Regions from separate parts of the Mus musculus genome. Here regions 1, 2, 3, 4, 5 and 6 are each linked to region 7. Evidence: chromatin contacts called from public Hi-C, promoter capture Hi-C and targeted proximity ligation data. All regions are on one chromosome and are shown on one strand. The core of a region is the stretch at or near the end of the contact, and the rest is flanking DNA. Distances in the headings are between cores, read along the strand shown.

The links. Promoter capture Hi-C pulls out the DNA fragments that hold promoters and counts their contacts. Hi-C and Micro-C count contacts between places; a contact is called where the count stands out from the background.
Region 1: a promoter capture Hi-C map of liver shows a contact between it and region 7, with 3 times the contacts expected there. A contact is called at or near these places in 10 of 39 promoter capture datasets (the 3T3-L1 cell line, embryonic stem cells, hippocampal neurons and 4 more), 2 of 130 datasets of targeted methods (the 230-238 cell line and pancreatic cancer cells) and 1 of 9 other capture datasets (adipose tissue).
Region 2: a contact with region 7 is called in a targeted proximity ligation map of embryonic stem cells, with 3 times the contacts expected there. A contact is called at or near these places in 3 of 39 promoter capture datasets (embryonic stem cells, hippocampal neurons and pre-B cells), 6 of 484 Hi-C or Micro-C datasets (CD4 T cells, cardiomyocytes, cerebral cortex and 1 more), 10 of 130 datasets of targeted methods (astrocytes, embryonic forebrain, embryonic stem cells and 2 more) and 2 of 9 other capture datasets (adipose tissue and liver).
Region 3: a contact with region 7 is called in a targeted proximity ligation map of large pre-B cells, with 4 times the contacts expected there. A contact is called at or near these places in 4 of 39 promoter capture datasets (the 3T3-L1 cell line, liver, pre-B cells and 1 more) and 3 of 130 datasets of targeted methods (astrocytes, embryonic forebrain and large pre-B cells).
Region 4: a Hi-C map of B cells shows a contact between it and region 7, with 8 read pairs. A contact is called at or near these places in 12 of 39 promoter capture datasets (the 3T3-L1 cell line, the C10 cell line, embryonic stem cells and 4 more), 7 of 484 Hi-C or Micro-C datasets (B cells, CD4 T cells, adipose-derived mesenchymal stem cells and 3 more), 7 of 130 datasets of targeted methods (the 230-238 cell line, astrocytes, embryonic stem cells and 4 more) and 3 of 9 other capture datasets (adipose tissue, embryonic stem cells and liver).
Region 5: a contact with region 7 is called in a promoter capture Hi-C map of liver, with 2.6 times the contacts expected there. A contact is called at or near these places in 4 of 39 promoter capture datasets (the 3T3-L1 cell line, the C10 cell line, liver and 1 more) and 3 of 130 datasets of targeted methods (embryonic stem cells, extraembryonic endoderm stem cells and large pre-B cells).
Region 6: a contact with region 7 is called in a targeted proximity ligation map of pro-B cells, with 4 times the contacts expected there. A contact is called at or near these places in 4 of 39 promoter capture datasets (the 3T3-L1 cell line, the C10 cell line, pre-B cells and 1 more) and 3 of 130 datasets of targeted methods (astrocytes, large pre-B cells and pro-B cells).

The regions. Positions count from the first base shown.
Region 1 is chr19:21,816,865-21,820,531 of GRCm38.p6, reverse strand. Cemip2 (cell migration inducing hyaluronidase 2) reads right to left here. Exons shown (of 24, transcript NM_001033759.2): 12 at 2,521-2,609. Among named protein-coding and RNA genes, the nearest start is that of Cemip2, 40 kb to the right of the region's middle.
Region 2 is chr19:21,776,463-21,779,972 of GRCm38.p6, reverse strand. Cemip2 (cell migration inducing hyaluronidase 2) reads right to left here and starts at 1,633. Exons shown (of 24, transcript NM_001033759.2): 1 at 1,187-1,633.
Region 3 is chr19:21,570,031-21,573,543 of GRCm38.p6, reverse strand. No RefSeq gene overlaps it. Among named protein-coding and RNA genes, the nearest start is that of Gm38486, 24 kb to the left of the region's middle.
Region 4 is chr19:21,651,765-21,655,278 of GRCm38.p6, reverse strand. It overlaps Abhd17b (abhydrolase domain containing 17B), which reads right to left and starts at 1,970. Exons shown (of 4, transcript NM_146096.3): 1 at 1,686-1,970. It overlaps 1110059E24Rik (RIKEN cDNA 1110059E24 gene), which reads left to right and starts at 2,488. Exons shown (of 4, transcript NM_025423.2): 1 at 2,488-2,672. The coding sequence starts at 2,571.
Region 5 is chr19:21,628,473-21,632,333 of GRCm38.p6, reverse strand. The region is part of intron 1 of 1110059E24Rik (RIKEN cDNA 1110059E24 gene); the gene reads left to right. Among named protein-coding and RNA genes, the nearest start is that of 1110059E24Rik, 22 kb to the left of the region's middle.
Region 6 is chr19:21,711,878-21,715,272 of GRCm38.p6, reverse strand. No RefSeq gene overlaps it. Among named protein-coding and RNA genes, the nearest start is that of Gm41818, 10 kb to the left of the region's middle.
Region 7 is chr19:23,139,105-23,142,510 of GRCm38.p6, reverse strand. It overlaps Klf9 (Kruppel-like factor 9), which reads right to left and starts at 1,285. Exons shown (of 2, transcript NM_010638.5): 1 at 252-1,285. The coding sequence starts at 756.

The DNA.
Region 1 (3,667 bases), core at 747-3,246, 1.3 Mb after region 7:
TTATGAAATTCCCCAACTTCTAATGAAGTTTCCCAATCTTCAAATTCCCACTGTTTCCCATCTTGAGGACTCTGATAATTGGTGAGTCAGCTTCCTCTCTGAGGAACGGGATGAGTGTATCTGCTAGATCCCAGGAGCCCGGTGTTCAGCTCACAGCCTGATTTATTTATTACTCATTTGTGTCCTGTCATTTTTACTCATGTCTGGGTTGCATGAACACACGTGGACATAGTCTGCACACTGCTCCACACATACATACAGCTGCCAACTATCTAGTCATTCCCCTTCTATAATTAGCTCTGAGGTTACAGCTTACTAATGGAGTCTAGTTCCTTAGTATGTCTGCATTTGAAAACTGGTAAGAGAACTCAGAGTATGAAGGAATAATTACCATTTTCATAATACGTACAGGTTTATCTAGTAACAAACTTCTGAAGCCATAATGAGGAGTCCAGTTACAATGTCCACAGCCTCTTAATATACTTATTCCTCCATCCATGTACATACTATATACAAACATATAAAGTACATAGCGTGGCCTTTGCATACATGCATACAAACATGAGGGAACAAACATGTGTGGAGGCAGGATGCTCCTGTCAGCTGGTTTCCTCACTCACGACTCACATTAGTTTCATGACAGGGTCTCTCAGTGGACCCGGTGCTGCATGATTCAGCTGGACTCTGTTCAGCAATCCCAGGACTCCCCTTACCTCTCCTGGCACCTCGCCTGCCTTGTAGGGAGGTTGCACTGACATCTCACACTTGTGACGCAAGCCCTGAGCCAGCTCAGCCAGCAGGCTTAGATAAGTTCTTTCAAGGCAGAAAAAGAAGCCAACTGTTTAACAGTTTTTCTGGCACGAACTCATTGAAACTACCAACTATAAAAAACCTTTTTAAAAGCAGGTGTGACCAGATTTGGTAGCTCCTTCCAGTAATCCCAACACTTGGATGCAGAGGCAGGCAGGCCCTGTGAGTTCTAGACCAGACTGAATTCCATCTTGAGTCTAGTCTCATAACAAACATAATAAAAAATACACGGGCAACTTTCCAATAGCAACTTTGTAGGGGTTTTTTTTGTTTGTTTGTTTGTTTGTTTTTTTTGGCGGGGAGGGCGGGGAGATTAGGCCAATATGCTAATTTTATTTAGTGCTAACTTGATATACTTGATATAAAGTAGAGTCAACTAGAAACAAGTAACCTCAACTGAGAAATTTTCTAGATCAGACTAGTCCATTGGCTTGTCTGTGGGGCATGTTCTTGATTGCTAAATGAAACAGGAGGGCCCAGCCTACTGTGGGTAGCACTATCCCTAGGCAGGTAGAAAGCAAGGGAGAGATCCAGTAAGCAATAGCATCCCCACAGGGTCTCTGCATCAGAATCCTGCTGTGAGCCCCTGCCACTGCCTCCCTCAGTTAGGATGTAGCCTGTGAGTTGAAATAGGCCCTCTCCTCCCCAAGTTGCTTTTTATTACATGGCGTTTTTCATCACAGCAACAGGAAGCAAAGTAGGACATCCAATATTCTTGCTTCATAATTTTATTCTCATCTAAGTGGTCCTCCTTAAGTTTTGGCCCATTTTTTTGGCATCCCAGGTTCATCACCTTGGGGCCTTAAATGTTCCCTGATCACTGCTCACTGCTCTCGAAGGTTTCATGCTTAACTTGACCTTCGGGGTCCTGTGCACAATTCACTATGTGGGCTTTGTCCGGCTTCTCCTAACCTCATCTCTCAACAGTGTAAGGCGAGTCCTGCCTTGCACATTAGATCCGATCCAGCCACCTTTAGTCTGGCTCCTGCTTTATTCCCTTAACAACTGGGCCGGTCATGTGTCTTTCCTACATCTAGCAAAAGCCTTTGCAATGTATCTCCTTTCAACTTCATGATCCAGTCAATAAACGTGAAGTACAGAAAAACAGTATGTTCCTGGTTGCTACTGAGTGTGACTTCAGGTTGCAACATTGACCAGAACACTTTCTATGCACCTGAGATGCTTTGTGTACTTTGGCTGAGAAAGAGAGAGAGAAAGAGAGAGCGCCGTAACACTGGCCCACATTCCAAACACGTTATGTGGTTACATGGGAGAGTAACCCAGCCCGCCAGGAGGTTAACCTGAGGCTACCAAGGAGAACTAGAGCCAGCTTAATCTGGGATCATTCCCTTGAAACAAAACCCAGTGCTCTACCACATCTGCGCGTTCACTGTAATTCTATACGCTTAGGTTTCGGGGAATGACTTGTTTTTCAGGGAGTGAGTCTTTGTTCTCAAATCTGAAACCGTTGTTACCCTTTCTCTTTCTGTTTCTCTCTGTAACTCGCTCTCACAACCATCTCCACTGTGAAAGAGGAACAAGGAAGCCATCAACTTCCTCGGCATTTCAGAAAGATAAATGCCTTTATGTGAGCTTACAAAACTTCATCTACATATGCTGCCATCAAAAAGCACCCCAGGTGCTCGAATGCAAATGATCTCCCCCTGAAGGTTAAGCCTAGGTGTACAATGAGGAGAAAACAGACCCTACCTTGCACTGTTATCCAGGCAGAGGTACTCCCTTGGGTCAGATGCACTGGCGTTGGTCGTTTTGACACCTTTGTCCACAAATAAACCAGCCTGAAATACACAAGGGGCTAAAGTGAAAATGGATCCGAAGGTACATCCACATGCATAAGGAGCTGGGAGAATACATCTCGGCTTCTCATTTCACCCAGACCTGGAAATGGGGGGCTGGGGGGAAACAGTGGCAGGGGAGCAAAGGGGCCATGAAAAGTGATATTTTTAGCTTATCCATCTGGCCATTCAACAACCATTTAGTGTACACTTAATGTTTTACATGGTGATTAGCCAAAATATATATATATATATATATATATATATATACACACACACACACACATATATATATACATACATATATATATATACATACATATATACAGACACACACATATTCATTCCCTGGCAAAATGAGACCTAGATGCAGCTTCCTCGGGGCTGGGAGAGGACGTCAGACTACATGATGCCAAAATTCTCGAGGCAGGGAGGAACGGAGAAACGCCATCCGTCATTCAGGAGGAAAATGAAATGACCCAGGTCCCTCCCAAGCAGAGAGGTGACAGCTCAGTGTAACTGATGAGCTCTCTGGGGCCAAGAAAAGAAGCTTAGATAGCCTTGATTAGGTCAAACACGGAATGAACTAGTTGTTGAATTCGCTGAAATAGAAATGGAGAAATCAGGCAAGGATTTCCATTTTGAATGTTTTAATGCATTCATAAAACACTAAGGTATAACCCTGTAAACAGCCATCTCAACATGGTAGCTGACCTGGGCTAGGTGAAGATTCAGCAAGCCTTGCATGCAAAGCCACAGGGGCTGGTCTAAGTGCACACGTGCATGATGATTGATCCCGACATAGCATGCTTCTTTTTACGACTCCAAAGGTTCAATTTCCTTTGGTTATAAAATATTCCGTATAATCGTTCCCAAATTTAACAAATTAAAACCTAATTATACCCTCAGATTTAATACTCTTACAATTAGTGAGATAAGTGAGTGTGTTGTCAGGGCACATGACACCAAGAATTAATTAGAGATAGTTTCCACATCACAAATATAATTTTGAAAAATTAAAGATTTTTTTTCCCTTTGAGATGCTACTTTCTAAATATTAG
Region 2 (3,510 bases), core at 384-2,883, 1.4 Mb after region 7:
TCAAAGGGAAAGACAATAAGGGACACACCAGAGTAGGATATGGAGACCAGACCAGTGCTAATGGGTCAAGTTTTCTTAATCTTTAGGGATATATATAATTTGTTTGTATTTGGGTTTAGTGGCCATTTCCAACAGATAAGCCTGGTTGCAATGGGAATTCAGGCTTCCCTTAAGCTTTGATGAAACTCTTCTCCTGCCTCCTCTTCCTCTAAATTTTCTTTTTACTGGTAAGAGCCCTTAAGACTTCTGCAGCCCTTCAACATGTGCAACTGTGTAGCATCAGACTAGTCACCAGCACAAGGGAGTCAGTCCAACACACTGTGTGGTTCAGGAGCAGATGGAAGTTCCTAAAAGACAGGCACTCTACCTTTAACCCCAACTGCAGAAGAAAGGAGATGTGTCAAAAGTCTGTTCTCCTAACCTTCGGCGGAGAATTTAAGGGGAGTGTTTCTGCTCCACAGGGGGTCTGGTGACAAACACCAGCCCCCCAGCAGAGACCTTGGTTTTATTGCTAGAGGGCAGTAAGTAGTATTACGTGAAGCACCTCAGGGTACTCGCAGTGAGAACCCCATTCTTTGCCAGGACCTCCCAACTCTGCCAAGGAACTGTGGTGAGTGAGGTCCTGTGCTAAAAACTGGTCCCCAGCTTTAAAGATGCCCAGATTCTGAAACTGCGCCTTACCACACGGAGCAGGGTCACACCAACTCAGGGGAACAGTAGGAGACAAAGATCCACACTCCCCCCCAAACTTTACACAAGCGTGCTCTTGTAGACGCCAAGGCTCCACAATGCACATTCCATCAATCTTTCACTGCGGTCCGCGTCCCCCACGCAGCCTTTCCAGAAACTTTAGGGCTGTTCACACCGACTTTAAAAGACCCATTGTTAACCTCCCCGGGAACACAAAGTGGATGAAAAGGGGATCAAACCTCTATTCCTAAGGACCCCTTTTCATGGAAGAAGGTTGAGTCTCGGGGCGCTATGTATGGGAGAACTCCGGCGGGAAGGCGCCGGCAAAGGCGGACGCTGGAACCCACAGGATGTTGTGCTTCTCGGCAAAAAAACGCCAGCACAGGGACAGCCAGGCCTCCAGGACGCCAAGGTGCGCAAGTCGGGTCTGCGCCCTCCGGGCCCTTGGGACCGCCAAGGAGGCGGGGCTGGGCACCCGGGACTAGAGGAGCCTTACCTTCCCCTCCCCCTCCTGGCGTCGGTCTACTCAGGTGTCTACGCGATGGCCAGAGGAGCAGGAGCGGGAGCAGAGCTCCTGGAGTCCCCGCGTGCAGATCTCCTCTCCATGGCCAGGAACCCGCGTCCCGCTGCCGCTCTGAATTCAGCGGCAACCTACGCCGGAGGAGAAGCAGTCGGGGCCGGGGAGTAACGCTCCTCCCTCCGCCTTCGCGGCCACCTCCTCCAGCCAGCCCGGCTTGGCGCTCTTGGATCCTTCCCTCCCGGAGGAAGAGGAGGGGAATCGCCGTCCGGGCGGCGCGAGCCTGTGCGGCTCCGAGACAATAGCGGCAGGCAGGGCGCGTTCCCGAGCCGCGCAGGTCCCCGGTTCGGCGGGCGCCGCGGCTCGCTAGGGTCCCTCTAATCAGCCTCCGGCCACACAAGCGCCGGCTCGGCTGGGCCGAGAGTGCTGCGGATTGGGCAGGCGGCCCCGAGCTAGGGAGGCGGGTCAAAGGCGGGGTGGGCGGGGCCTGTTGTCAGAGGGACGAGACCTGCGGAGGCTCCGCCCACCACAAGCTGCAGACGAAGGCTCAGCGCCTCCAGCTGCCTTCAGCAGGAAGGACGCCCGCCAACACCGTCGGCGGCCAGGGTTTCCCAGCGGCTCCTTGACCTTCGGCTACAGATGACTACCTGGGAGTTCAGGAAAAGCAGCGGGCCTGAACCTGAGTCTGTGTACCTCATCATCCCAGCTGAGTCTGATACTGCTTTTTTTGTCACCTCTTGACAAAGTCGACCTGAGCCTGCACCCCTCATCACTCGAAACTGAACCTGCATCTTCTCGGGTCTAGCCAGGCTGCTGAACCCCTATTACCACCACCACCACCACCCCACACACACACACACACACCACCACCACCACCACCACCACCACCACCACCACCCACACACACACACACACCACCACCACCACCACCACCACCACCACCCCTGAGACACACACACACAGGGTTGAACTCTTTTCTCTTCCTTTATCATCCAATAGCTGAGTTCGACATCTTTTATCGCTCCGGAATGAAGCTGACTCGGCATAGCAGTATATTCCCCCAATAATATCCCGCAAGCCCCCCACCTCACTCAAAACTTTCTGAGCCTCGGGTCCTGGCGCCTCGACTGCCCCCACCTGGCCAACAAGGAAGCTGGATTCGTAGCCCTCTCAGCAGAGTCAGTGTGTTCTTGACTTCAGACCGTTGTCCAGTTCTGGTTAGGAGCTTGGAGCAGCCCCAGCATCTCACACTAAGGCCAGAATAAATATACCTAGGCCTGGTCACGCCTTCTGGCCACGCTACTCTAGAGTGGCTGAAGCTTGCAGGAGGCGGAGATGCAACACTGAAAACCAATCCTCAGCCCACCCTACTGCAGAATATACTGGCCGGGTGGCATGAGTAGCCCTGCCACCACCCGGTCCCCTGGAGGAAGTTGCTCTGGCAGAGGAAAAGCCTTTCCTGCAGCAAAGGGCGCGACCTGGCTTGGTCCGTCAGACCACGAGGTCAGGAGCTAATGACAGCTGCCAGATTGCCAAATCCGGACAGTCATCATCCTCTATTTAATTCGGAGTTGGACGTGTCGCCTCTGGGGAACTGTTTCATTGAATACTGTACAGGCAGGATTGTTCATTTTTCAGGCTCACTGTTGTTTGTCTGTCTGTTTGTTTATTTGTTTGTTTTCTCCCCCTTCCAGTAAAAATTCAACCGTGTAGCTATGATACACCAGCAGACAGAAAAAGGAATACCCTATTTCCAAGGTTTGGTTTAGGACTTGGTAGAACTGAACCAATGTTTCCAGACTGGGGCTAATAAGAATCCCCTGAGATCCTAAAAAACTTGGAAATGCCTCAACAAAGCTCTATGGACTGAGTCAGAGGAGTCTGCAAATGTAAATTTTGGCAATGCTTCTGGACCGAACCCACAGTTAACTAAAACCTTGGAAAGATGCAGAAGGAGAAGCTCCAGAGACATCTGAGCCGTCACAAAATCCTTACCCATCTGCCATCTCCAGCCCCAGTCCCTCTTTAGAAGAGAAAAGGGGAGGACTTAACATAATAGAGCAGATGATTCTCTATGACAAACTGCAAAGGAGGAAGGACTCTTAAGGTGGCCTCAATGGGACATGTTTAGAACTCAAGAAGGGAGGATGGGGGCTGGAGATATGGCTTGGGCTCCTCTTCCAGAGGATCCAGATTTGATTCCCAGAAACCTACAGGGCAGCTCATGACTGTCTCTAATTCCAGCTCCAGGGGATCCAATGCCCTCTTCCGACCTCAATGGTAGGTACACAGACATACATGCA
Region 3 (3,513 bases), core at 899-3,398, 1.6 Mb after region 7:
TGTGTACCACATGCATGTCTGGTGCATACTGAACAGGTTGTTTTGATGAAGATATATGTCAGTAGCTGGAGGGGCGGGGTGCACACCTTTAATCCAAGAAGTGGGGAGGCAGAGGTGGGCGAATCACTGAGTTTAAAGCCAACCTGGTCTACAGAGTGAGTTCCAGGACAGCCAGGGCTACACAGAGAAATCCTGTCTCAAAAAAGCAAGCAAGCAAACAAACAAAAAGTGTGTGTGTGTGTAAAACAAAATTAATGAAAACAGAGACCATGGATTTGAAAAAGATCAGAGAGGGGTACACAGGCTGGGATGGAGAAAAGGGAAGAGGAAATGATAGAACTATATTCTACTTAAAAATGAAAACAAAATTTTAAGAAGAAAAACAAAATTACTTTAGTTCATTAGTCACCCGGGGAGAATAAAACGCATGGCGTTGCACCTGCGAAAGAATTATCCACCATCATGATGAATGTGTGCACGCACACGGGTGAATGTAGACTGGTGACAAGAACAGCTTATCCTGAGAAAGTTTCTCTCTCTTCCCCTTTCCGTCGTCCCTTCCCCCCAACCCCCACCCCATTTGCTCCAGTTCTCACACTCCATAGAACTGTGTTGCTTATTCCTTTCAGGATTGCTTCAGCTCTGGCTTCTTTCTCACACCTCCTCGTTAGGTTGAGTGACAGGTAAAACGCTGTTGTCTGAGATGTATCCGGCAGAGAAGAGAGTGGGGTGTGGATCCGCAGCTACCAGAACTTGTTTGAATCCCTCTTGCTCTGTTGCTCTCCATCTAGCCTCCATCTTCTGTGTATCGGGATCTAAACTGATGTTCACGGAGGAGCTTCAAGTGGGTCTGGACACGGCCATCTTCTCCCCATCTTCCTCGCCTCCTACTGTTCTTGCAGTAATCTAGGGCCCTTGGGTGTTTGGGATATAAAGGAGCTTTTTCTGGTCTCCCCTCCTCGAGGGCAGAGAACAACAGAAACTAAATAAGAAGCGGGGGGCTATGCATGGGCATTTAGTAGCTCTCAAGTAGCCGAGAGATGATACATACGGTAACTAGAGATTAACTTTCTTTAAGGGAGGCCTCTTGTGCAGATTTTTTTCTTTCAAGAATGACCAACAGTTGTGCCAAGCCCTGGTGTTGATATAAACACCATTCTGGCCATTGAGCACCGATTTCTAAGAGCTTTTTCATCCTCTTTGACAAGACACTTCGTCCAAGGAAGACACAGTCCAGAGGTTAAATACAGAAGACATCTGTATTTATTAGACTGGGTGCTATCGGGAAAGCTGTAGTTATGTTAAAAATAACATGCGATTCAAAGTTCACAGGATAAATATAGCCAGCTGGGAACAGATGAGTAATGTCGGTATGGTGGGCTGTGCTCCCAACCAGGGGGTGCTGAGTGTTGGAATTCAGTTTTACTTTTGATATTCCTTAGGCATTCTCAAGGTACAAAGCAAAACTCTGCTCTTGGGACTGGAGGCAGACATGACATAAAGAAGGGTCTGTTAAGGAAATAAAAGTGTCCTTCTATTTTACGACTACATTGCTCGTTCGGATTGTGCCGTTCTTGTATTCCGCACTGTGTTTCCATTGACCTTTTCCTGGCACGGCCGTGCTAAAACCTCTTCCGATAATCAAAGTATGTAGACAGCTACCCTGAAGATGGGAACTGGAAAAGACCAGCTAGCATCCAGGACTCACGGCCACAACATATAAGTTGCATGGTTGCTTGGCTTAGCTCTGTCTGTTGTCTTTGCTTGATATGGTGTAGGAATTGAGCCCAGGGCCTCTCCTGTACCCGGCATGCTTTGTCCCAGAGAACTGCCTTTCTCCCAGGGAACTGCGCCCCCATCCCCCAACCTAATTTTTAAATTTCACTCTTTGTTTTTCCTTTCTCTTGTGGACTTTATAGAAAGGCTCCCTTTCAAAATTCTAGCCATTTTACCTATTTTTAAAGAAGGGTCTTAGGTTCTTGTGGATCAGCACAGGCAGTACACCCTGGGGACACATTACTAGTGCACATTCTTTGGTCCACCCTACGGACCTACTGTACCAGGAACTGTGGGAATGGGACCCAGCGACACTGAGTTAACAAAATTCTCATGTTGGCTTGAGAACCACAGTTCCACCAGAACTAAGGGAAATCGCGCCCCCTGGAGGTCGCATGACCACAGCCGCCAGAAGTAGTTGCATCAACCCAAGCAGTCTAGAGGCAGAGAGGCAGCAGGGTTTGCAAATCTTACTGCCTCTCTCCATACAAAGTGACGACTGCAGGCAGCTTCAGAGGCCCGGGATTGATTTAACTATAAAGGATGGTGCCAGTTTGAAGATGGGTGAGTATGGGTGTATTAAAAAATAAATGAGTATTTGCTGATCTGTTTATCGTTTCCATTTCTGGTACTTGGTTCACTTCCGTATTCAAAATCTTGCAAGGGACCTCCATTGAGCCTTGTCTCAAACCTCTGCAACAGGATCCTGTTCTCGTATTCAGCTCTTACTTGCCTCCCACGTGGAGAAATGCTGCTTGCTTTCTTCTGTGTTTATGCTGCCAGGGCAACAGCAGGAGCCGGTATAGGCCTCTGACAACTGTGCTCTTTGCTGGAAGCAGCCCCTGCAGGGCAGGAGCCACCATTGATTCCCTTTGATCCTGCCTTAGCACACTGTTCTTGGTGAGAGGTGTGAAAAATACTTTCAAACGAATACATGGACTAATTCAGCCCGTAGTCTGCATGCGCTAGGCATTTCTGGAATGGCTCAACCGGCTTCCTTCACCCAGTTCCTCTCAATGTGAAATGCCTTATGCCCAAGGTCAATAGGGAATACCTCATGTCTATCTCTAGCCTGTCTAAACCCCATCTGATGAATTCACTGAGTCTCACTGTTTTGGGGATGAGTACAAGAAAAAAATATATGTACATATATATATATATATATTTATATTATATATATTTGTGTTGTGTTGGTTGAGGACTTAACACATACCACATCGCCTTAATTTTAAAATCAGTTTATGAGGAAGATATTATTATTGTTATTATCAAATGTAATGAAATGGATGGAAACAGGGCTTAAATAATTTGCTTAGGAAGTAGAGTGAGAGATTTCAAAGCTAGTACTAAAACCCAGGTTTGCTCTACCCTTAAGGTCAATTGTCTTAATTTAAGTCTACATGGGTAATAGACTAAGTACAGATATTCAAAATGTTCAAACTCAAAAATTATTAATATAAATAGACCATAGAAATCTAGACTGACGTTTTGTTATTCTTTTTAAAACAAGATCTTACTACACAGTCCAGATTTAACGTATATCTCAGTTGTCCTGGCATTACATACATGCACTACCATGTACTGGAAATTAGAATTGATGTGCTAGTCAGCGAATACAAATACACTGATGTCCTGCCAGTTAGGCTTTTCTCTAGGAGCAGAAAAATATAGGGCATGAATAAGGTTGACAGGTCCTTGATCTTTAAAAATTATTTTCTTTAATCCCACCACTCGGGA
Region 4 (3,514 bases), core at 721-3,220, 1.5 Mb after region 7:
TTTTGTTTTATATGTATGAATGTTTTGTCTCCATGCATATTATATGCACCAGACCTGGTGTCCATGGAGATCAGATGAATGAGGGTGTCAGGTGCCCTGGAACAGGAGTTAGCAATGGTTATGAACCACCATGTGGGTCCTACGAAGGGAACAGAGGTCCTCTGCAAGAGCAACAAGTGGCACATTTTAATAGTTCTGGATTATGAATGTGGACACGGATTCAGCCAAGAACCGCATGCCTGGGGTTGTAGATCAATTCAGTGATAGACTGTGGACTACTGAGTTTATTAAGCTACTAAAACATTATCTTGTCCCAGTACTTTACGGTAAGTCTATGCGTTGGGGTGGGCAAGAGCCTGCTTTTTCAGCTGTCGTTTTATCACAATGCAAAATGAGCGATGGTACTCAAGTAAACAAACCACTTATTAACCAGTGTATTGTACACCAAGGGACAAATTTAAAGCTTCCTAGCCTACTGAAAATCTAATCCTATCCTTGCCAATTAACCTTATTAATACTAGAGTAGGAGAAGAGAGAGAGGTCAAAATACGGTGAAGGCGCTACTAATTTCCTCCAAGATCTGAAACAGTAACGAAGGCATAGCAGATATTGTATCCATTTTCAACTTCCAACACCTTCGCCTTCTCCGTTTTCCATTGGTAAGACACCGGCACCGATAACAATGGTGATATTCAAAATACTGCATTGGCTACGAGTAGATTTATTACCCAACTGAATCCATGCGCCAAGTATATGGACACACATTCTCTAAAATAAGTGTTGATTGAAAATCCCCGTTAATGTAAACAAATATGTCAATCACAAACCGCACCTAATTAATTCTACTCAAGACTTAGTAGTTTTAGGTACTGCCCCAAGATGTCCAAAATTCTCTTTATACGCTGAAGGTTTGAAAAATGTAAATCCTAGGGATCAAGCAGTATATACTGCACAAGGAATGGAATACCTTTCATAAACTATCAGAAAAAAATTAAAGGTCACCCTTTCCGCGGGGCCCCGTTATTCTAATCCTTACCAAATCTGCTTCACATTGCCTTAAATCAGAGCAGCACTGATGAAACTAAATATCCTGCTTTTGACAGAAAAATCACCAAGATTAAGGCTCTGAACGTTTTCTTCTTTCTCTCTCTCTCTTTCTTTCTTTCTTTCTTTCTTTCTTTCTTTCTTTCTTTCTTTCTTTCTTTCTTTCTTTCTTTCAACAGAAGCGGAGGGAGGTTAAACTCTCCGAACGTCCTCCACACACTATAATTTGACACAACTTTCCTGGTTTAATATTAAATACAATTTCAAACAGAACTCTCCAACTTTCAATTCAAATCCAACCTCTCCCTCCTTGAGTTCTCAATCAGAGATGATACAAGTTCAAGCCATGGAAAGCAGCTCCCGCGACAAGCGGAGCGGGATACCCAGCTCAAGCTCCGGGCGGACTCCATCTAAAATCGAGGCTGGCGGGACCCGGACACCGAGCCGAGAGCGAGGGCCCGAAGTGGCCCAGATCCAGGGAGGGGAGCGGCGGCCCGACCCCATCTTGCGGTCCTCCCTGCGGGCGAGGAGGCCCGGGACGCACGGCTCTCCGCTCGGTAGCTCCGCTCCGAAGCCACCCGGCCTGGTCCCCAGCTCAGAGCGGCGACCCCCCGACGGCCCAGCAGCCCAGCCCCACGCACCTGCAGCTGGGCGGCCGCGGCCGCCAACGCGCTGTCCTCCGCGGGGCGCCGCCCGCCGACTCTGCGCCCGCGGCCCGGCCCGGCGAGGACGCGAAAGAGAGCTGCGGTGCCCGGGCGCGCTTCGTGGGGCCCCTCCACGCGCGTTCGCGTTCTGCTGACTAACGGCTCCGCCGCGAGGGGCGGCCGCCGCCGGGGCTCTCCGGCCCGAGGTCCCGCGCGGCCGTGGTCGCCGTCCGCAGCGCAGGGCCGGTGCTGCCTTCTCCGCAGCCCGCCTTCCTTGGCACCTCCGAAGGCCGCCAGGCGGCGGAGCGCGCGGCCGCGGCGGGCGGGAGCTGGGAGGGCGGCGGGGGGCGGGGGGGCGAGCGGCCCGGTTCGAGCTGCTCAGTGACTGGAGGAGGGCGCCGAAGCTGACCCGGGCTCCGGGCTGCAGGCGATCAGGGCACCGGCCTCGCCCACCTTCCACCAATCACAAACTGCGCAGCGGAGTCGCTACGCTACGGAGCCGGGAGACAGGTTGGGAGCGTTCGGCAGGAGGCGGGGATTGCGGAAAAGAAGAGCCAATAGGAACGGGGAATCTCCGTCCCTCCGCCGTGATGGACAGCCGCGTTCGAGCCAATGGGGGAGTTCTAGATTCGAAGAAAGCCGGACTTGCACCTTGGGTCCGAGGAAGGCTTTCCGTGAAGCCGGTAGTCGAGGATGTGCGGCAAGGCAGAGCCGAGCGTGACCTCCCTAATGAGTCACGTGGGCCGACCTGGGGCTGGGACGGAAAGAGTAGAAGAACTTCTTCCGGGTCACTGTCCTTAGTCTCAATCTGGGGCGGGAACGTCTTTACTCTTTCCTGTAACTTAAAGGCTGCACCGATTTACAGTGCTTGAGATTTTGGTGATGAGTTCCCAGAAAGGCAACGTGACTCGGTCCCGGCCTCAGAAGCACCAGAATACGTTCACCTTCAAAAATGACAAGTTTGATAAGAGTGTTCAGACCAAGGTAGGCCCTTGCCTGTTGTTCTGACTGCCATCCCAGGGGAAAAAAAAGTGACAGAGAGAGGAAAGGGGACAGAGAGAGGAAAGGAGAGGAGTTGGCGAGCGTGGACTGCAGCCCAGTTAGTCTTGGCTGCAGTGCAATCGTGTCTCAAATATTCTTCCCACGCCCTTTCTTTGGCTTGGCTCTGTTCCGTGAATCTATCTGATGGTCAGCACATCTCAGTAGTGGCGCCGAGACTGGATAGGGCAGCTTAAATTCATCCAACCTAAGGTACCGATGGGGCGATTGACGCCTTGGATGCTCCCACCTGGATCACGCCCCCGCAATAAGAAAATGAAATGAAGGCACTCGTCCGAGTGTCTCTTTGCAGCGACTGTTTTTCCGAGAACTCCCAAACCCATAAGTTTGTAGGGAGTACGATCTTAGCGTCACTGTCCTTATCAACAAGATGTTATTTCAGTTTTGTGTTGGAGCAAACGTTTTGGCTTGTGTAAAAATGGTTGCTTGCTGTCTATACAATTAACTTAGCAGGACCTGTGTAAAGTGGAAGAAAACTCAGACTGTTTGTTACTTGAGATATGTATGACTAGTGATTCTGTGAATAGCGATCCCCTTCCCCATAACTGAATGGGGAGCGGATAAAGGCCTTTAGTCGTCCTGGAGGCCAGCTTACATCAGATAAAGTTAATATTTACAGAAACAAGAGCTCAAATTTCCTAAGTTTGTTCCTTGAAGTAATTTAGTAATTTCTGTGACCTTTAGCCTCAGATAAGAAATCTGATAGGATTATTCGGAAGCTAACAGAAGAGTAACTAGTCTGGGACATAACAGGTGGTCAGCAGGTG
Region 5 (3,861 bases), core at 349-2,848, 1.5 Mb after region 7:
TGAACTAACCAGTACCCCAGAGCTCTTGACTCTAGCTGCATATGTATCAAAAGATGCCCTAGTCGGCCATCACTGGAAAGAGCGGCCCATTGGACAGGCAAACTTTATATGCCCCAGTACAGGGGAATGCCAGGGCCAAAAAATGGGAATGGGTGGGTAGGGGAGTGGGTGGGGGGAGGGTGTGGGGGACCTTTGGGATAGCATTGGAAATGTAATTAAGGAAAATACGTAATAAAAAAAAAGGAAAGAAAAAGAACTAAGAGGGACATCTGACATTTCTTAATTTCAAAATTATGCCAAAGCTAATAAAAATAGTGTAGTACTAACATGAAGATGGGTGTATAGTCCAGAGCTATAAAATAGCCTCTAAAAAATTTGCAACAGAATTCTCAGATGACCCTAAGACTGTATTTCTGATTATACAGCCAAAAGAATTAAAACCTGAGTTTAATTTTATACAGTTTATAGCAGTATGTCTTATGATAGCTAAAATCAGAAGCAGTCAGAAAAGCCTACAGAGGTATGACTGGATAAGCAAAATACGTTACATACACATACTGGAACAATATTAGCATATTTTCTTCACTTAAAACAATTATTCTCTAATATAGTACAACTCAACTGAAGTTTCCTCTCCCTCTCCTCCCCCAAATGATTAGCATTTTTAAGGATGGAAATTCTGAGGTATTCTGCATCTGTGACCCATGATGGTACTGCTAAGTGAAATAAGTTATAAAATGACCAAAGCTGTATATCTCCATTTATATGAGGCACTTAGTACTAAAATGAGACAGAAAGAACTAGCTGACGGGTTTGAGGGGAAGAGAGATTGAAAGTCACTGATTTAAAGCAGCTGGCGATGTAAAGCCTTCTGGAGATGCATGGCATTATCAAAACAGGGATTTAGCCCAATGCATAGGACAGATATTTTACAATGGAAACAGACAGCTCTTGGTAATTGGGCTTCCTTTCTCCGGGTTCTTCATCTCTGGCTTTTGTTGTGCAGTTGCTTCCTTTGCTTTGCTTTAACGCGATGAGGGTCAGATTCAGAGTTCCTGTGGCAGAAACGCTGGGGAACATGTTTTGCGTTTCTATGATGGTTTTATTGAATAACAATAAATTCACAGGCATGGCGGCAATTCGGCAGATATTTCTGGTTTTTTTTTAGTATCCCTAGCCCAGGCCTTGAAGGAGTAAAAAGTGACCTGGAATGTGTTTACTGGAACCAACGAGAAACCTTTTTAAAGATGACATTTGGGACAAAGAAAGAACAGATGTGATTGCTAAGGTAGTGTTTGCTGCGGTTGAGCCTTTGAATCTGAATTGGAGACAGCAAGGGTGTCTGCAAGAGAGCCGCTATCTCCTGTGCTGTTGGCCACAGTACTTTATCACAGGAGTTAGAGCAGGAGTCTCACTGCTAATGCTGAAGTCACGCTTGCATGCTTTGTCTGAGAACAAAGGGTGCTAGTGCCGCACCTGTCCTGAGAAAGAGGAAGTTGATAACTAACGCAGGAAGTCTCAACCCTGAAAGGATCAGATGGGCTGGAGATGCCCTCTTGCCTCTAAGATGAACCTTACTGTCCAGAAAGACAAACAATCCCCTGGTGGAACTGTGACCCTGTCGTCATCTACAGTGAAATCTGATGGAGAAAAGGCTTGCGTTCTGTGAAGCCAGAACGTTTCCTTGGATGAACGTTTCCTTGCTGAAAATGACCTGAAGTCAGAAAGTCGCAACAGTAGCTTGGAAACAACGGGAAACATTCCCGTAAAACATGAAGTAACCCTGCGCGAACCATCTCAAGGCAGATTTTCCTATTTTAAGAGGTATCATTTTGTGTTCTTGGAGTTTTATTTAGGGTCACACTGCATATTCTTTACTAAAAAAAATATTTTCTGACTTGGGATGTAGCTTGGTGGTAGGGTGCTTACCTAACTTTCCCAAGGCCCTAGGTTTGCTTCCTGCCGCAGAAGAAGGCCGGTATTTTCTACTTCGTTACGTGCTTTCCTAAGTGGGGTCACAGTGGGAAGGATCCAAACCTTTTTACTGGAGGTCCTTATTCAGGCTCTTACTGGTCCTTTTAAAGTTCCGGTATTTTAAAGGTACAGTACTTGGGACTGGAAAGGTGGCTCTGTGTTTAAGATTTCTTATTGTACTTCCCAGGATCTGGGATTGGTTCTAAGCACCGCTTATAGAGTGGCTCTCAGCTGCCTGTAACTCCAGCTCCAGATGACCTCTCAGACCACCCACATGTGGCATGTTCTCTCTCTCTCTCTCTCTTTCACTCACATACACACACACCATATACACACACACCAATAAATTAAAAAAAAAAAGTACAGTGCTTAATTGTCATAGTTATGTGTTGCGTTATGCATCCCATCTTACTTTGTTTTCCTTACCAGTGTGTGAGTAGGGCCGGGTTGCTGAGAATGCCAGGCCCTGCCTTAGATCCTGAGCACCAGGGGAAGGAAGGAAAAGTGAGGTGCATAAAGTAGCTGTGGGTTTTCTCTGACAGACCAGCACATTTTCCCACCTGCAGGCCAGTGTGGTGCCATTTGACTGTCTACATGAAGTTCCTCAGTGAAAAATCCTCCTAGTGTGCTTGGCTGCTGAGTTAGCCAGTGTAAGCACAGGCCCTCTGTTTAATTGCCACTGAGGGGAGATCTGCCAGCCTAGTGAGAGAATAGTCCATTGTTTGGAATGACCCAAACTCATTTTCTATTCAGTTTCCTGGTGAAAATGTGATTGTTTATTTTTGCAGATGATGTTGAGTAAACAAGGAGAGAGGGGAGGCAGGTTGGGGGGGGGCTGGAGGAGCGGGGGAGGGGGGAGGGGGGTTGTCAACATTCTTTCCTGGTTTCCAGGAAGGACTTGGTTACAGGTTCCTGAGCAAGAGAAGCATTCTGAGGACCAGTGTGCATTTTGCTTCTCTCTTGTGATAAATTTGGAGTGAGTGAAAGAAAGATGGGCTTTGGGTAAAAGGTCATTCTATCTCACAAATAGAGATGTACCTCACTTTATGTGTCGGATGCCTTTAACTAAAGTGATACATAGTGAAACCAAATATTTACATATTTGGTACATACATGCAAATTAGGTATTTTAAATACTAGAGTGTATTTTACTCATTGGAGACTGGCCTTTTTTTTTTTTAATATTTAAAATGTTTATAACCAATCTTTAAGTAGCAGTGCTGTAGAAGTAAGAGTTTCAAAATGACTATGGCTTTAGCCTGGGCTGCATATATGTAGCAGAAGCATGCCTCATGTAAACAAAGAAAGATGTACTAGTTTGAAATTTGTATGTGTATGCATGTTACATAGGTGTGAGTATGTGCATGTGCCTGTAAATGTTTTTTGTACTCATGGGTATGCACATGTGGAGGTTAGAGGTCAAAACCATGTAACTTATTCCTCTGTCATTCTTCTCATTATTATTATATTATTGAGGCAATATTTCTTACTGCACTTGGAGATAGTGTCCAGACTAGTGGTTCCCAACCTTTGCGTTGTGACCCCTTTGGGAGTTACATATCAGATATCTGCACTATTATAATGGTAACAACAAATTACGGTTATGAAGTAGCAATGAAATAATTTTATGGATGGGGGGTCACCCTAACATGAGAACTGTATTAAAGGGTCACAGCATTAGGATGGTTGAGAACCACTGGTCTAGACTGTCTAACAAGCAGGACCCTAAGACCCACCTGCCTGTGCTTGCAGGGATGGCGTTACAGGTGCTCACGGCCACGCCCACCTGCCTGTGCTTGCAGGGATGGTGTTACAGGTGCTCACGGCCACGCCCACCTGCCTGTGCTTGCAGGGATGGCGTTACAGGTGCTCACGGCCACGCCCACC
Region 6 (3,395 bases), core at 648-3,147, 1.4 Mb after region 7:
CTGGCATCTTCGTCAGATGCTATCAGTTGTCTGAAGTTTTAAAACGCTGAGGTTTGTGCATGGCTAATTGTGTTTCAATGAGAAATATGACGTCATGAGTAACGGCTATGGTAGCGGAAAGAGACTGTCCTTGCATGCCCTCTTACTTTACTTGCAGACAGAGTTGAAGCTTGGCGCTACAGGAGAATTTATTCCCTTGGCACCATGCCTAGTACATGCTGCTAGGGTGGGGAACAAATGCGGTCAGCTAACCTAAATCAACAAAACCTGAGTAGCCCACCTCCCCCGATGGCAGTGGAGAAGGTCAGATTCTGTTTATTTTCAAAATGAATCAACAACTCACTTATTTCCTGACACCAGAGATTTTTACATTTTATCATAAAATGGTGTTAAGTCCACTGTTCGATAAAAAGACCACCACTGCTGCTGCCGCCGCCACATTTTAAAGCCAATTAAATATTGGTCAGGTTGATGGACTCTCTCCCCAGGAAATGGCTGACTTATGCCTCGCATAAACTTTTAAAAGGCAATCCCAGAAGGCCATAGTACTTCTGACCAGGGCAAATCAAGGGCAAGTCTACATCCTGATGTATTTCTGGCACACTTACCACATGTGATCAAATACGTCCAGTGCAGTTGGGTCAAACAAACTTGTTTAGGGGAGTGGAAACAAGAGGCTTGTAATCTCCCATAAACAATAGCCTCCACCATTTTGGAGCATTAGGGCAAGGGGCTTACAGGTTAGAAGCATTTTTTGTTTCCTGGCTCTCTTAGGCAGTCATCAAAACAAAACGTTGGCTCTCACAATAGTAAGCATTCGTGGTTTCCTGGTATGCTGGTAGATTTTCTGTTTCCGTTTTGAAAGCTTGACACAAATTATCTCCAACAGACTACCCCGTAGGCAAGCTTGGGGCATTTTCTTGATTAATGCTTGATTTGGGAGGGCAGTGGCACCCGGGGACAGGTGGTTTTACATTGTATAAGAAAGGAAGCTGAGAAAAGGGGGGCAGAGCAAATCAGGCTTTTGTTTCAGTTCCCTGCCTCCAGATTTCTGCCCAGGATACCTCAAAGATGGACTGGACTGAAGTGTGTAACTTCTACTATCCTGCTTTAAGCTCAACGTGGACCACACTACCAATGCCCCCGTTCCCTTGGATCTGCTTATGAAAGACACACACACAGCTTGCTTTTAAATATGCTTTTTAGCTCAATGGTCAGGCACTTCTAAGCCTCCCAAGGCTAATGTGCCCTTACCTTCACTCCCAGCTCAACACCTCTAAATCTCCCCTCAATTTAGTTGCCTGGTTACCTTCTCCTTGCTCAGCTCCCCTTGCTCTGTCCTCTGCTTAGCTGTGTTTCTAGTCTCTTGCCTGCTACCCCAGGGACAGCTGGGAAAGCAGCCAATGGCTGGAGACTCTCCCTCCTTCTCTCTTCTGTCTCTTCTAGCCTACCTTCAGGAACCAGGAAGTCCCACCTATTCTGCCCAACCATTGGCTGCTAGCATCTTTATTGATCGATCAACAACCAATTGGAGAACAGAACCTTCAGCGTTCACACAGATTCCCAATCAAAGCATTAGAACCATGTTGTAAGCAGAAAATAAACCCTCTCCTCTTCAAGTTGTTTGCAGCCACAGTATTTATTGCAGCAACAGAAGGCAATCTGGCACAGTGGTTACTGCTTGCTTTATTTTCTCAGGTTAGGATGATATAACAGCTTCATAAAGTATCCATTCTTGGCAGAGCATGAGAAATTCTGAAAGGAGAGAAGAGAGGGAAAAGGAAGGGAGAAATGAGAAGTGAAACAAGAGGCCAAAGATAAAGCCCCTCCCACCCCACCACCACCACCACGTGTGGAAGGAAGAAAATGCAGATACAAAGAACCACACAGAGACAAATCCCAAACTGAGTGGCTACTGTTGGGTTTCAAACCCAGAACAAGCAACTGAAGAGTATATTTAACATATCAAAGCAGACCTTGCCTCCAGTTTCTCCCAGCAACCCTCAGTCCCTACCTGTTACAGGGCCTGGCTGGCATACCCTACTGTCTTATGCTGAAGTTTCCAACCCAAGGGCTGGGTTTCCTCTCACAGGAGTGGCTCTTCACTATATACTCTAGACATCCTGATACACTCTCTTCTCCCTCTGGGAGCCGCTTTCTCTCTTTCTCCTCCCTCTCCCCTCTCTCCCTTTCCACAACAACTTCACTGACCCCCCTCCTGTGTGATCAGCGAACTAGACCAGGAGCTGCTCCCACACACAATAAACCTGCCTTTATACTTTAATTTGTCTTTAATGGTCTCATTTGGTCAGCAGAGATAACTTTTCAGATACAAATTCTCTCTTTAAATAGAAAAATCATGTAATGCTATCCCCTTCTTTGTTTGTTTGAGTTTCTCCCAGTAGCCCTGGCTGTCCTGGAACTTGTTTTGTAAATCCCTCAGCCACTCAATGCCAGTGGCTTAGCTACATCATCACCCGTTGTGGACCCTTGTTTTCCTATGGTCTTAGGTGACCCCTGTTAGAGGCTTGTTCAACCTTCCAAAGGGATCTTGACCCACAGGTTGAGAACCACTGCCCTACAGGTTTATCAACAGCCCAATCTTATAGAGGCATTTTCTCATTTGAGGTTCCCTCCTCTCAGATGACATTACCTTGTCTCAAGTGGACTTAAAAACTAGCCATGACAACCCCTCGGGTTAGTGATTCCATAATGTCTGTCACTTTTGGACTTGTATCATCTTTTCTTCTAGGTGTGGGAAGAATGCCAGAAGCCATTCCCTTTTTTTACAAGCTGAGTTTTATTGGATGCTGTACTATATGTGAAGTGTTGAAATTTTGGTTTTCTCCTTAAAAATTCCTTCCTGCCTGCCATTCAACAGGGTCTCTCTATATAGCCAGGCTGGCCTCACATGATCATCCTCCTTCAGTATCTTGTTTTATTGTGGGTAACAAGCATGAAACACCTGCAGGCAAATATTTGCAAAGATTACCTTAATTTTTTTAAGGCTTTAAAAACATTGCTAAAATTTTGTTTTCTTTTGTTTTATTTTGCTGGGGACTGAGCCAGGGACTTCCACAGGATCAGCAAGAGCTCTGTCACTGGCCTATATTGCCAACCCCTTGGATCAGTTTACATTTTTTTAAATATTAAAACTAGTGTTTCTTTTATAGTACCTATTACTAAGATATGAGCTTTCTTAAAGATCTCTAGTAGCCCTGCATGTCCAGAGATGTCCCTGAGGTCTGGATGCATGGGATTCAAATGCCCCCAAGCCATGTGAGAACCTGGAAATCTTCACTCTTTCCTAGAAGTGGGGATTTCATACTGGATATGCAGAGTAGTACTCAGCTAAGAAATCAAGGAAGTCCTTTGAAAATATCTTTCAAATGCAG
Region 7 (3,406 bases), core at 36-2,535:
GGGAGGGGCGGGCCGGCTCCAGGCCGAGCCACGCAAGCCACTTGCTCAGAGCGGCGGTTGGGGGGGTGGGGGTGGGTTCGGGTGGCTCCTAAAGGTTGGAGCCAAGTAAGGAGAGAGTGCAGGAGTTAAGCAGCATCTTCTCCAAAATGTTTGCAGCCTCTAGGCCGAGTGCGGTGTCCTGGGCGCCCAGGAATGCTGGCCGGCCAAAGGTTAGCTAAAGCCCGAAGCGGGGGAGAGGCGACGCCGCTAACCTGTATGCACTCTGTAATGGGCTTTAAGATGGGAGGATTTTCCATAGACTTTCCCACAGCCACTGTAGGGGCACTTGTGCCTCTTTTCGGAGGCGTGTTTCCCCTTCGAAGCCACTCCAGAGTGGAGGAGGGAGAGTGGGCTGGGCGCGCTGCCAGAATCCTGTCTCTCCTCCGGGCTGTGGGAAGGACTCGACCCAGATTCGGTGGTCACGTCGCTGTCGGATCCTATATCCTCATCGGGACTCTCCAGACTGTCGCTGCACACCGAGGGGGTCTGGATGGGTCGGTATTTGTTGAGGTCCAACAAGCTCTTGGCGATAGTGACCAGCGTGCAATAATCCTTCCAGGTGTCCCCCGGGTCACCGTGTTCCTTGGTCACCTCGCGCTCAGGTAGTCGCAGCCGCTCGGCTTCCGGAGCGCCCCCGTGCTCCGGCACGGCGGCGCGGTTGGAGATGGAAACCAGACACTGGGCAGCCACGAAGTCCATGTAGGCGGCCGCGGACATGGTGCGGGCGACGGCAGCCCGGGCGGTGCGGCCAAACTTGAAGGTGGCTGCGGAGCTTCGGCTAGCCCTGCCCTGGCCTCGGACGACGAGCGCGGTGCGGCGCGGCCGAGGGGGCGGGGGCGCGGGAGCTTGCGACTCGCGGGAGCGCCGAGGCGACCTCAGCCCCTCATCTTTACGTAACCGGCAGCGCCTCCGCACGCAGCAGCCGCGGCCGGCTCCGCCGCTGTCGCCGCCGCCCTGCCCGGCGCCCCGCGCGATCCCACGATGGGCGCGCCCTCCTCGGAGAGATGCCACACGTGGCGGTCGCAAGTTTATTCGACTGCAAACGTGTCGGAGTCCCAGAGAAAGCCAACTGCGAGCCAGGCGCACGTCCTCGACCGCCTCTCCGCCGAGCTGACGCCCCGGGGCATCAGCCGAGTACGCGGACGAGGGGGGCCGGGGCTGAGTGGGGCTCCGCGCCTACGAGACACTTCTTCCCGCGTCCGCCGACGGCCGCTGAGCCCCTGGTCCTGCCGCGCCGCGCCTCTCCGGCATTCTCCAGCTCAGTAACAATTTCGCAGAATCCCATCACGTCACAATCCAGGCCCCCTCCAATTGGCCAGTGGGGAGGGTGATTCAACTCTGTTTACTTTCTCCCCCTGCCAGTCAGAAGGGCCCTTCGGTGGAGAGGTGCGTCTAGAACTACGGCGCGCGGCCAATCCGACCGTTCCGTTCCGCCGCCGCGTGCTGCCCCTCCAGCCCCGAACGCTGACATTTAAAAGGGAAACTGCTCGGAGCCCGGCAACCAGCGGCTGCGCATCCCCGCAGATGCCGCCCAGACCGCGCGCGCGCCTACGCCTCCCGGCCCACGTGCCAGCTGGCGTGGCTTGGGAACGCTTCTCCCCTAGGCAGTTACGCCCATCCCTAGGGACGAAACAGAACTTCAACTTCGGGTTCCCAGCCCTCAAACAGTTAAGTGACTTCCTGCAAACGCTACAGTCCCAGCAACCAGGCTTCCAATCAAAAGTAAGTTGGTTGATGTCACTGGCATTGGCTCAGCCAATCAGAAGGGCGTTCCAAAAGGAAGCGCCCGACACTTGTAAACCTGCGGAGCAGAAGTGAATCGGACAGATCTTTTCATATTTGTGTTGCTGGTGCTAACTCTAAAATATAGATGGAAGGACGGGGTGCTTAATAAACTAAGTGTGAGTCAAATTTTAAACCCTCGATATGGCAGGCCACGTTGTCCAAGGACAGACTCGGATGAGACAGCATCAATTCGTTCTTGTTTGGAATGCAGCACTTAGATGTTTAAAAGTTCTTTCACCCCACACATTAACCAAGAGAAATTCATCTAAAATTTTTCACAGCTAACAAAAGATCCGGTTCCGTATTAAATGGTTCTTACACAAAAGCACCGCCATCTTGGCATTTTGCTAAACCTCCTACTTCCTTGGGCGCCTTTGACTCTAAATTCGCTCTGTCTTGAAGCTATCTTAACCCATAAACTGAGACCAATAAGACATTGCATTTGCATAACTTGAAAAAATCCTTTTCTTTGTAGGGACTCCTCCCTGTTCCTGCTGGGCAAGCCTTTCCTTCCTCTTGCTTCACAATTGTAGAGAACAAGACTGGTCTACCTTATCAGGTAGACGACCGCAGAACTCAAAAAAAAAAAAAAAAAAAAAAAAAAAAAGCACAGGGTTCCCGATTCCTGACTCTGCTTTAGAGGAGCCACCCCTGTGAAATATTAACTGTGTTAAATAGTCCTGAGAACTGGAATCATCCAGAGAGCCTTAACAACTGAATCTTGTGGCTTTACTTGGTCAACAATTAGTGTGGGGTTGGGAGTCTGATGAACTCAGTGTGCTTCTTCCTGAGATGAGTGCTGGGTTGTTTTCCATCATGATAGCTAAGGATCTACAGCAGGGCATACAGTCAACACTGCGGGTTTACAATCCCTCCATTGCCTGGCGGTGGTGGTGCACGCCTTTGATCCCAGCACTCGGGAGGCAGAGGCAGGCGGATTTCTGAGTTCGAGGCCAGCCTGGTCTACAGAGTGAGTTCCAGGACAGCCAGGGCTACACAGAGAAACCCTGTCTCGAACCCCCCCCCAAAAAAAATCCCTCCATTTATCCTGAGTATGAAAGGCACTTTTTCTCTATGAGACACTAACTTCACAATATCTAACCCCAACTTTCCCACTCGTGGTTAACCCTTAATGTTTTGGATACCTCCACCGGGTTCTCTGGGGGGGTCTCAGAAGAACCCTTCCAGTTTGAAGGGTAGGGTAAATTATTTTGACTTTTAAAGTTATGCAGGAAAGACACCACACAAGGTCATTTCCTGGGAAAAGAACAAATATAACAGGAAGTGCTAACCCATGGAGAAATATCACTGCCATCACATCACATCATGAGAGTACAGAGGACATGCTTCATGCAGGACCCAGGCCCAAGACCCTTATGACATCCATGTGATATATATATATATATATATATATATATATATATATATATATATGTATATGATTCATATATAGATATAGAGAGAATATGTACAATAGTGTATAGCAGGGAAGCCATCTTGGAAATCTTGCCTTTTTGGGGGGTTTTTTGAGACAGGGTTTCTCTGTGTATCCTTGGCTGTCCTGGAATTCACTCTGTAGACC